Regions from separate parts of the Oryctolagus cuniculus genome. Here region 1 is linked to region 2. A link is a contact called in public Hi-C data. All regions are on one chromosome and are shown on one strand. Each heading gives the region's core, a stretch centred on a gene start, on an enhancer-like site or on the middle of the called end of the contact. The rest is flanking DNA. Distances are from core to core; before and after follow the strand shown. Region 1 overlaps CDC6 (cell division cycle 6). Region 2 has its middle 25 kb from the start of TNS4.

What was found. A called contact is a pair of places that touch in the nucleus more often than the background predicts.
Region 1: a Hi-C map of an unstated tissue shows a contact between it and region 2, with 2.9 times the contacts expected there. The contact joins two enhancer-like sites. A contact is called at or near these places in 3 of 6 Hi-C or Micro-C datasets (liver, skin fibroblasts and an unstated tissue).

Annotation. Positions count from the first base shown.
Region 1 is chr17:22,162,707-22,167,707 of mOryCun1.1, forward strand. The region is part of intron 12 of CDC6 (cell division cycle 6); the gene reads right to left. Among named protein-coding and RNA genes, the nearest start is that of CDC6, 22 kb to the right of the region's middle. Within about 2 kb of position 2,410, at least 2 of the 8 cell types and tissues checked have an H3K27ac peak or open chromatin away from gene starts, as enhancers often do.
Region 2 is chr17:21,981,199-21,986,630 of mOryCun1.1, forward strand. No RefSeq gene overlaps it. Among named protein-coding and RNA genes, the nearest start is that of TNS4, 25 kb to the right of the region's middle. Within about 2 kb of position 3,588, at least 2 of the 8 cell types and tissues checked have an H3K27ac peak or open chromatin away from gene starts, as enhancers often do.

The sequences.
Region 1 (5,001 bases), core at 1,160-3,659, 180 kb after region 2:
CTCCCAGTCTGGTCCATACCCCTGCTCCAGCCATCTGGACAGGGCCTGTCCTGGTCTGGGCCACACTCTTGAATCTCTACCCTTGGATGCTCGAAGTGACCTCTATCCAAATTTATGGACCTTACAATCACATGGACAACACATACCCACACACATACAAGGGGAAGGGGGTTTTTTTGGTAATAAGTGTGGAGGTGATGGGAGGGATGGGGGCTATAAGCTCAAAGCACTTTCCCTGTAGGAAAAGGCCACCAAAATGCTCATAACCTCTCCTACCCTCCAGCAAAGCCTTGGCTGTCCAAACGGGAGACAAACCTAGAAGGGGACATCAGTATGAGTAGGGGCAAAGTCCTGGGCTCCTTGGAATGGGAAGCAGAGAGGAAGCAATCGTTCAGGAAGGCTCCTGTGCCCCTCTGGCTGTCTCTGGCTATTCCACCATCACTTGCCAATTCTCCAGTCTAGGTGAGGTGGGGGAAGGGGTATTAGGCAATACTGCAAAGGAGGGTGCAAGGGCGTGGGGCCTGGGCAGACTCCCCCCACCCCCTTTCCATTCTTGGCTCGAGAATGGGGAATGCCTCAGAAGAAAAGCAGGGAGGCTGCTGGAGGGTGCAGAGGCTGAGCTTCTAGACACCCCGCTGTTCCAGGGCTCCCACCTCCCAGGACTACAGGGCGAGACGGGGGAGGAGGGATGGGGAAAGCCTGAACTGGCGAAGAGGGAAACGGCAAGATCTAAGAGCAGAGAGGTCGGGGCGAAAGGCGGCAGAGGGAGAATTGGGAAGGGGTGCGCATGATCCTACCTGCTCAGGTGTGTGCTGGCAGGGGGCGAGGGGGTTCCCAGGAGAACCAGGGAAGCCCTCAGCTCGATTCAGGATTCCCCCCTGCTTCTGGGTTAGGCTGCTGCAAGAGACACAGGCTCCCGTTGGGTCCTAAAGCCCACTGTCTAACTGGTAGACACTCCCCGCCCTCTTCTACCAGCTCTGACTAGGTCAGCCAGTGCAGAGCTGAGGACAGGAGAGAAATACCCGCTGGAAGCAAGATGGGGGTCTGAGTCCCAGGTTGGGACCAGGCAGTCCCTAGTCTCATATACAGCATATGGATGACTTCAGCTAGGACAGGAAGAAATCGTTTCTTCCTGCCAACCCTGAGCAGATGGATGTGGGTTTTGGTGCTAGAGATGGGGTTAGGATCTCCTTCATACATTTTCAACAGGTGTTCACTCTCGCCCTCTTCCTCACAGATTAGAGCAGTCTCCTCATTCCTCCCAGTCACCCCTAAGTACCTAGGACACCATCCCAGGGGGATAGACCTCAATTTTCAGCAAATAAAGGACAGGATGACTTAGATGGCAGTTGGAAATTGGTAGTTTTATACATTTAGACTGCGATGTGTGTATTTGGGAATGTATGGAGCATGCAAATATGTAGGCCAGAGTCTGAGCACGTGAGGCTGGGGGAGAAGGGGTAAAACGTTCTTTGGGTTGCAAGGATGACCGGAAATGGCAATCATCAATGGGAGAACAGGATGTAGAGGCAAGAGGTCAACCAGCACCCCTACCCAACCCCCAACAGTGCCTGAGTCTTTATTACCAGAACGTACAAGTTAAAGACAGACAGTGTTTTCTCAGGTACCATTTGACAAATGCAGGGGGCAGAAAGACTTAACAGATCAGCCTTCTGAGCAGCTCAGAATGAGAATTCAGGTTAGGTAGGCCAGGTGGGCAAGGGGAAGAAGGTGAATAGAGAAGTTCGGAGTGTGGATTGAGATCATTTTGTAAGGAGAGTTGCAGGTTATCTCCAGCAGCAGAGCAGGGAAAATGTCATGGGGTAAAGGTCAGGGAACGTCCAGGACAGACTTGAGGCAGGGGAGGGGGCAGCAGCACTGCCCCCACCTCTTGCAGTCTTGCAGGAAGAACCAGGGAAAGGAGCTAGTCAGTAAGGACCCAGGGCCCCAGGGTGGAGTCCGTGGGGTGAGCTTAGGTCAACCCTTTCACCCTAAAGTGCCTCAGTTCTCTCCCAGCTGTTAAACAGGACTCTCGGTTCTTCCCAGGCAGTTAATGAGTGTTTACAAAAGGGCTTGGAGATCCTCAGATCTCAGCTGGGCCACCACTACAGTTATAAAGCTCAATAAGGGCTGAGTGTTACTTGGGAGGGGAGGAGTAGGGGAAGAGGGAAACAGACTACTCTCTGACAAACTAAGGAGAAAACCAAGCCCAGAGAGAAGCACAAGGCTAGCTGCCACAGGATATCCTTGTGCCCATGGATGGAGGTCACCCTCCCCCCAACCTCTAACCACCACCAAAGGCTGGCCTCCAGCTAGCAGGAGGCAGAACCCAGACGAGCAGCTGGTCTTCATTAACTCCAGCTTTTTCACCCCCCACTGTGAACCCACAGCTTCTACAGGCCTAGGCTAGAGGGGGCTGCCCTAGCCCGACCTTGCAGCTGACTCTGGGATGGGGGGCATCGCAGCACAGGCTATGTTACCAGCTGAAAAGAAAATCGAAGCAAGACTCTCTTTTTCCCATTGGGATCCAGAGGAGAGAAAGGAGTGTGGGGGTGAGAGGGTGGAGGTGGGGGAATTTAGGGCAAACAGCAGGCAGTGAAGTCAGCTGGATTGAGGCCCAGAAACCCCCACACCCTGGGGCCAAGTCTTACTCTAGCTTTGCTTTCAGCTTCTTGGCGAGGCCCCAAACTAGGAAAGGCCCTGGCTGCCCCTTTCTGCCTCCCTACCCCCACCCTTATTAAATACACATTTTATCTCTCAGCATCTTCATTATCTTAACTGAAGGAGACAAGCAGTGGATGGCGGCAGCAGAGAGCGTCAGGAGAGGGGGGGCAGTGCGGGGAGCAGGCGCACCCTTGTTATAAAGTGCTGATCTAGCTCTTTCAGGCAGTGTGGGAAACAGAGGAGGGATCAAAGGGAGTGAGGCTGATTCAGAACTCAATTAGAGCTTTTTAAAAAACGGAGTTGGCTCTTTCCTTTTGCCAGTCTTCAGCCTTTACCCATGCCCCTTGCACCCAATTAGCTTCTACAGCCACTGCCTTGGGGCTGGGGTTGAAAAATCAAGGGGAAGCCAGAGGGCACAGCTTCTCCCCTACAGAACGCACCTCTGAGAAGAGGAAGACCTGCACTGTTCCGGGCTTAAGAGGATTACGTCTTAGAGGGCACCTTGTTTGTACAGGAGGGATCTGAGATCACAGCTTTCCCCAAAAGTTAAAAAGCGAGACATCAAAGGTGAGTTCTTCCCTAATCCCTTACCAACTGGAGGCAGTTTTGGGCCAATCTCTAGGGACTAGGTGCTATCCAAACAGGTACCCCCCTTCCCGACCAATGGGCAAGACTCTCCCCATAGTTTCTCATGAGCAACATGGAAGTTGCTTCAAGCACAATAACCACTACATTAGGAGTGACTGGAACACATCTGGGCAGCCAGTAAATGCCCCACAACTCTGCCCTGACACATGTTGGAAGAGGGAGCACCCTCTTTGGCAGGAGCCTGTTCCATCTCAATGTAAACGTACCAACAATGTCTCCCTCCAGCTCAGACTGTCCTCTGATACAAGGAAAGGCAGTATCTTACCTGGCTCATTTATCTGCTCATTCAACAGTCTCTGAATATCTACCTGTTGCAGTATACTAAGTGCTGGGGACAGATAAAAATACACACAGGAGGGGCTGTCATATAGTGGGTAAAGTTGCTGCCTGTACAACGCCGACATCCCACATAGGTGCCAGTTCCTGTACTGGCTGCTCCACTTCTGATCCACTACCCTGCTGGCCTGGGAAAAGCAGCAGAAGATGGCGCAAGTCCCTGGGCCCCTGCACCCAGGTAGGAGACTCAGGCTCAGCCCTGGCTGTTGCAGCCATCCAGGGAATGAACCAGCAGATGGAAGATATCTGACTCTGAAATACATAAATCTTAAATAAATAAATAAAGAGGTGAGTAATGTGATACAGCAGGTTAAGACACTGCTTGGGACGCCTACATTCCATGAGCACCAGTTTGAGTCCTGGCAACTTGGCTTCTGAACAACTCCCTGCTAATGTGCCTGGGAAGAAGCAGGTGATGGCCCAAGTACTTACTTGAGTTCCTGCTACCCCTGTGGGAGACCCAGATGGAGATTCTGGCTCCTGGTATCAGTCTGGCCCAGCCCTGACTGTTGGAGGGCATTTTGGGGAGGGAACATGGATGGACTATCTCTATGTGTTTCTCTCCCTTTCAAATATATAAGGCAAAAAAATTTAAATATAACCTCAATCTTGGCTCTTTTGTTCTCCCTCAGTAGTTAAGGTAACGCCTCTCAACAGATTTTTTTTTTGACATGCAGAGTGGACAGTGAGAGAGAAAGAGAGAAAGGTCTTCCTTTGCTGTTGGTTCACCCTCCAATGGCCGCTGCGCTGCGGCTGGTGTACCGTGCTGATCCGAAGGCAGGAGCCAGGTGCTTCTCCTGGTCTCCCATGGGGTGCAGGGCCCAAGCACTTGGGCCATCCTCCACTGCACGCCCAGGCCACAGCAGAGAGCTGGCCTGGAAGAGGGCCAACCGGGACAGAATCCGGCGCCCCGACCGGGATTAGAACCCGGTGTGCCAGCACTGCAAGGCGGAGGATTAGCCTATTGAGCCGCGGAGCTGGCCTCAATAGATTTTTTAAAGATTTACTTATTTGGGCCAGCATGGTGGCACAGCAGGTTAAAGCCCTGGCCTGAAGTGCTGGCATCCCATATGGGTGCCAGTTCTAGTCCCAGCTGCTCCACTTCCAATCCAGCTCTCTTGCTACGGCCTGGGAAAGCAGAAGATGGCCCAAGTCCTTGGGCCCCTGCACCCAAATGGGAGACCTAGAAAAAGCTCCTGGCTCCTAACTTGGGATTGGTTCAGCTCCAGCCATTACAGCCATTTGGGGAGTGAACCAGCGGATGGAAGACCTCTCTATCTGTCTCTACCTCTCTCTAACTCTTTCAAATAGGTAAACCTTAAACAAGATTTATTTATTTAGTTGAGAGAGAGA
Region 2 (5,432 bases), core at 2,338-4,837:
GGCCATCTAGGGAGTGAACCAGAGGATAGAAGACCTCTCTTTCGGTCTCTACCTATCGCTGTAATTCTGTCTTTCAAATAAATCTTTAAAAAAATTTTAAAAAGACTTCCACATGAGTGCATCTCCATGGTTTCAGCTCCTGTAAAGTGTGGAAGTTAAGAGAGATGCAGGGACAACAGGCCTTTCCCAAACCGTGCTCTGTGTCTGTGACCCAAGCGGCGCTCGCAGGCGTCTAGAGCTCCACGTCCCAAGACAGAGCTGTTGCCATCTCACGGCTTCTGCACACCACGGGGCCAGAGACGCTCAGCAGGGTCTCCCGCTGCACATCCCGCCCACGGGAACCAAGGGGTCAGCAGCACCGTGCTCAGCCCAGGGCTCAACTACGGTAGGACCCACTTCCCGGCCCTCTCCTGTGGCTGTTGGGGCCTCAGTTTCCCCCCTGTCGGTGCCCTCGGGTCCTTGCCACGTTGGCCGGTCTGTGGGGCACCCCTGGCAGAGCAGCTGACCCTGTCAGGGCAAGCACAGCAGTGAAGACACGACGAACAAGCAGCTTATCTCCCCCGGACACAGGCCGCTTCTTCCTGCCCTGCCCTGCCCTGCCCTGCCCTGCCGCCCTCAAAGCCTCCACTGACTCCTACTGCACCCTCAGCCCGCCCCCAGACCCCCGCCACCCCCCCCCCCGCCCTCACTTGGTTGCAAAGACCCTACTTCCACAGAAGGGCACACTGGCAGACACCAGGGGTTAGGACTTCACTGTATCGTCACACGGGACACAATTCAACCCATAGCAAGGGCACCTTTATGTGTGATTAGCACTTATTCATGAACTGGGCCCCCGCCAGGAAGGATGGTGCCCTGTGATCCTGCCCTGTGATTCCTGCAGCTCTGTTGCCCCACAGGACCTGGGTTCAGGCTCACTGATGATCTGGGCTTGGCAGGAATTCCTTCCTACTCAAAAGCGCTCCAAGGAACAGGGCGGGGTGGAACCTCTTTATTGCAATTTCCAAGTGAGCTAGCAAGGGGAAAGCGAAAGATTTTTTTTCTTTGTCATTTATTTGTTTCGGTATTGCTGAAATACAGAAATTGTTATCAATTTAGAACTATTTATAGGGACTGGCATTGTGGCACAGTAGGTAAAGCACTTGTGACACTGGCATCCCATATCCGAGTGCTGGCTTGAGTCCTGGCTGCTCCACCCCCATCTAGCTCCTTGCTAATTTATAATCATTTATTTATTTAAAACGCAGAGAGACAGAGAGAATGCCCACCTGCTGGTTCCCTCCCCCAACGGCCCCCCAAGCGGCTGGGCCAAGCATCTGGAGCTCAATCTGGGTCTCCCACATGGGAGGCAGGGACCCAGCTGCTGGAGCCCTCCCTGCTGCCTCCCAGGGTGCACATGAGCGGGAAGCTGGAGTCAAGAACAAAGCCAGAACCCAGGCCCTCCCGATGGGAGACGCGGCCTTTCAAGTGGCATCTTCACTGCTACACCAAACACCTGCCCCTAATTTGTACATTTTTTAAACATACGTAACACTTCTTTTTCACCTAGCAGGCCAGCGCTTTGAAGCATCTCTGTTCTGTCTTCCAAAGCACAGTGGGCGGGGCCCAGCTGCGTGGGTGGTGATGCTGCCTCGTGGTGGCTGTCGGACCGACCAGCGAGGCCTCCCCCAAGTGTGGGTGAGTGGCGACTAAAATGCTGCCGATTAAAAGGCCGAAACACTTGAAATTATTCATATATTCATGCACGTATGCGTGTGCGTCTCCTACCAGACTCTAAATCCAAGATGGCAGGTGTCATATTTGTTTTGTATGGTGTTGTATAACCAGCCTCCAGCACAGAGTTTGACACATAGAGGTGTTCAGTGAAAAAGTGTTGAACAAAAGGATGGCAAAGTTAGAGATGGGCCCTATTGATCAGCACGTCTAAGCCGCTCATTACACAACTGGTAGAATTGAAGCGAGAGGGTCTGGGGTGATGCAGTGGGTTAAGCTGTCGCCTATGACACCAACACTCCATATGAGCACAGGTTCAAGTCCAAGTTGCTCTGCTTCTGATCCAGCTCCCTGCTATTGCACCTGGGAAAGCAGCGGAAGATGACCGAAGTTCTGGGGACCTTGCACCCATGAAGGAGACCCAGATGGAGTTCCAGGCTCCTGGCTTTGGCCTGGACTGGACAGACCATTGAGGCCATTTGGGGAGTAAACCAGCAGATAAAAGATCCCTCTGTCTCTCTGTCTGTCTCTCTGTGTCTGCCAACCTGTCCCCACTCTCTGCAACTCTGCCCTTCAGACAAACTAAATAATCTTTTTTTAAAAAAAATTGAAGCTAGAGGGGCCAGCTCTGTGGCACAGTGGGTTAAAGCCCCTGCCTGCAGAGCCAGCATTCCATGTAGGCACCGGTTCGAGTCCCAGTTGCTCCATTTCTGATCCAGCTCTCTGCTATGACCTGGGAAAGCAGTAGAAGATGACCCAAGTGCTTGGGTCCCTGACCCACGTGGGAGACCTGATAGAAGCTCCTGGCTTCTGGCTTCAGATCAGCTCAGCTCTGGCCATTGCAGCCACTTGGGGAGTGAACTGGCAGATGGAAGAACCCTCTCTCTGTCTCTACCTCTCTTGTAACTCTTTCAGAATAAATTAATTAAATCTTTAAAAAAAAAAAAAAAGTTGAAGCTAGAAAAAATTCATGCCACCGAGCAAGTTAGTGCAGCCAGGACTAGAAGAGACTTGTCTTTCTCGGTCCAGGCCCTTACCTTGAAAAATAATAACATGATATACATTTTATAGTAAGATCAAAAGACATATAAACAGCTAAGTAGAGAGAAAGGTTGTCTAATAATTACTAAAAGTTATAAACCAGTGTTTTCATCTAACTTTGCCTTTTCCCTCTGGGGCACGCGTTCAGCAGATGTTGGGGGCCGTGGGTGGGGGTTCATCTCACCCCTCACCTCTCTGAGCTCTGATCCAGCTGAGGAGTGGTCACTGGAGACAAGGGGAGATTAAAATGTCAGCTTTATTGCTGCTCCAGATGGACCCGGGGAAGTGGCTAAGGCCCAAAGCCCACATGGCCTTCCCAGTCCCTCCCCACAGCCCTCCCACTCAGGGCACAGCAGCCGTACCACTGAAGCCCTGTAAGCAGAGGCTGGGCCCGGCCTGCTGGGTGCAGCCTGCAGGAGACAGGAGCAGGGATGGAACGTGCTGCTGGAGTGAAGGCGGGTCCAGACAGCACCAGGAGCAGGCCACGCCCACCCCAACCCAGGCCACGCCCACCCAGGCGTGACCGCCTCCTCTCAGTGAGAAACCCAAGAAGGGGTTACCAAGAAAGTTGAAAGATTTCTGCCCAGTACTTCTGAGAGGCTGTCAGTTTCTGGTTTGGGGGCTGATAACAGAAGGGAGAAAGTTACCCCCCTTAATGATGGCCTCTGACTCACCCAATACTTTTTCATAAAACTGAAAAACTTTTCTGCAGCTCTGATCGTGAGTTTACTGCAAGTAACAGAAAATTGAACAAGTCAGTCATGGAAGCTTCAGGGATACATTTTTCGTGTGTAACAGGAAATCCAGGCAGACCTGGGTTGGTGGGAAGTTCCGTGACGCCGCCAGGGACCAGGACTCCTGTCCTTCTGCCCCGGAATCCTTAGCAAACGCCTTTTGTCTGGATGCTCATGAGATCCCACCTGCACTTCCAGGTGTCTCTACGTTCCTGGCAGGGGCTCGGAAGACAAAGGTAGGGCTAAGCCCATCCCTTTTATCAGGAAAACAATGGCTTTTCCCAAACTCCCACTCAGTAAGTCTGTGCTATCCTCTCATTGGTCAGCATTGTGTCATCTGCGCCACCCCTCTGGAAGGCAGCCAATGACGTTTATTTTTTAACTTGGCAAACGTGGATTCTTCCACGTGAAGGAAGGAGGCGGATGGATACTGGCTGGCCGCAGGACCTGCCACAAAGCACAAACTTCACAAAACAACGATGAAAGAAAACCCAGAAAATATTGTCAAAGAATTGCTCTTAAAGCAAGGCTTGGGACTTTGTTTGTTTTGGAAAACACTCAAGAAAGAGAGAATTCCCTGTGCACTTTTGGAACATAAAAAGATTGAAAGCTTAGTTCAGTTTACAGAAAGGCATAACCCTGCTTCCTAAACCTAACAGAAAACACACCCTCAACAAGCTGCTTGATGTATTAACACAGCACACTAAGCTAATTCCCTCTCCCTTTGTTCTGTTACAGCTCTTGGCCAAATAAGTTCCAAAGAGTATGTCAGAAGTGCACTTTCTTAGGCCTTACGTATATTTTGTTTTTAACATTGTATTTATTTATTTAAGAAGCAGAGTTACAGAAAGAGGAGGAGAGACAGAGAGAGAGAGATCTTCCATCTGCTGGTTCACTCCCCAAATGGCCACAGCGGCCAGAGCTGGGCCAGTCCGAAACCAGGAGCCGGGAGCTTCTTCCAGGTCTCCCATGCGGGTGTAGGGGCTCAAGGACTTAGGCCATCTTCCACTGCTTTCCCAGGCCATAGCAGAGAGCTGGGTTGGAAGATGAATAGCCAGGACTAGAACCGATGCCCATATGGGAAACCGGCACTGCAAGTGGAGGCTTAGCCCACTATGCCATAGTGCTGGCCCTGTCCCTAAGTATCTTAAGACATCTTTGACCTGCAGTCATCCTCAGGGGACAGTTTAGCTGAGTACTGAATTTTTCCTTAAGTGACTGTGCCACAGAAACTTACAGTCTTTGCTCCATTGTGCTAGTGGGAAACACTGTGAATTTCTGATTTTTCTTTCTTTGTAGGTGACTGTTCTCTCTCTGGAAATTTTAGAGTCTTCTTATATTTCCAGGGTATTCTGGAATCTCAAAACCATGTATGTTCTTTTTTAAAAAAAGATTTTGTTTATTTACTTATTTGAAAGAGTTGTGGCACGGGAGCGGGGGGGGTCCTCCATCTGTTGGTTAACTCCCCAGATGGCCGCAACAGCCAAGGCTGAGCCAGACCAAAGCCAGACGCCTGGAACTTCATCCAGCTCTCCCATGTGGGTGCAGGGGCCCAAGCACTTGTGCCTTCCTCCACTGCTTTCCCAGATGCATTGGCAGGGAGCTGGATTGGAAGTGGAGCAGCTGGGACTCCAACATACTCATATGGGACGCCAGGTCACAGGTGACAGCTGAACCCGCTGCACCATGACACCAGCCCCCACGTTTGTTCTTTATGCTGGGGCTTGATGAGCCCTGTGTGTCAGAGGGCTTGAATGTTTTTGGTCTGCGAAATTCGGTTCAATTATTTATTTGAAAATTCCCTTCCCCTGCTTTCTCTCCCAGAAATACTTTTTATTTAATCATGGACCTCCTGTGTTGACTTTTTTCCATCTCTTATCTTTTCTCTAATAAAATTGTTTCTTTCCCCAATTGCCTCATTTTCTGAGAGATTGCCTTGACCTT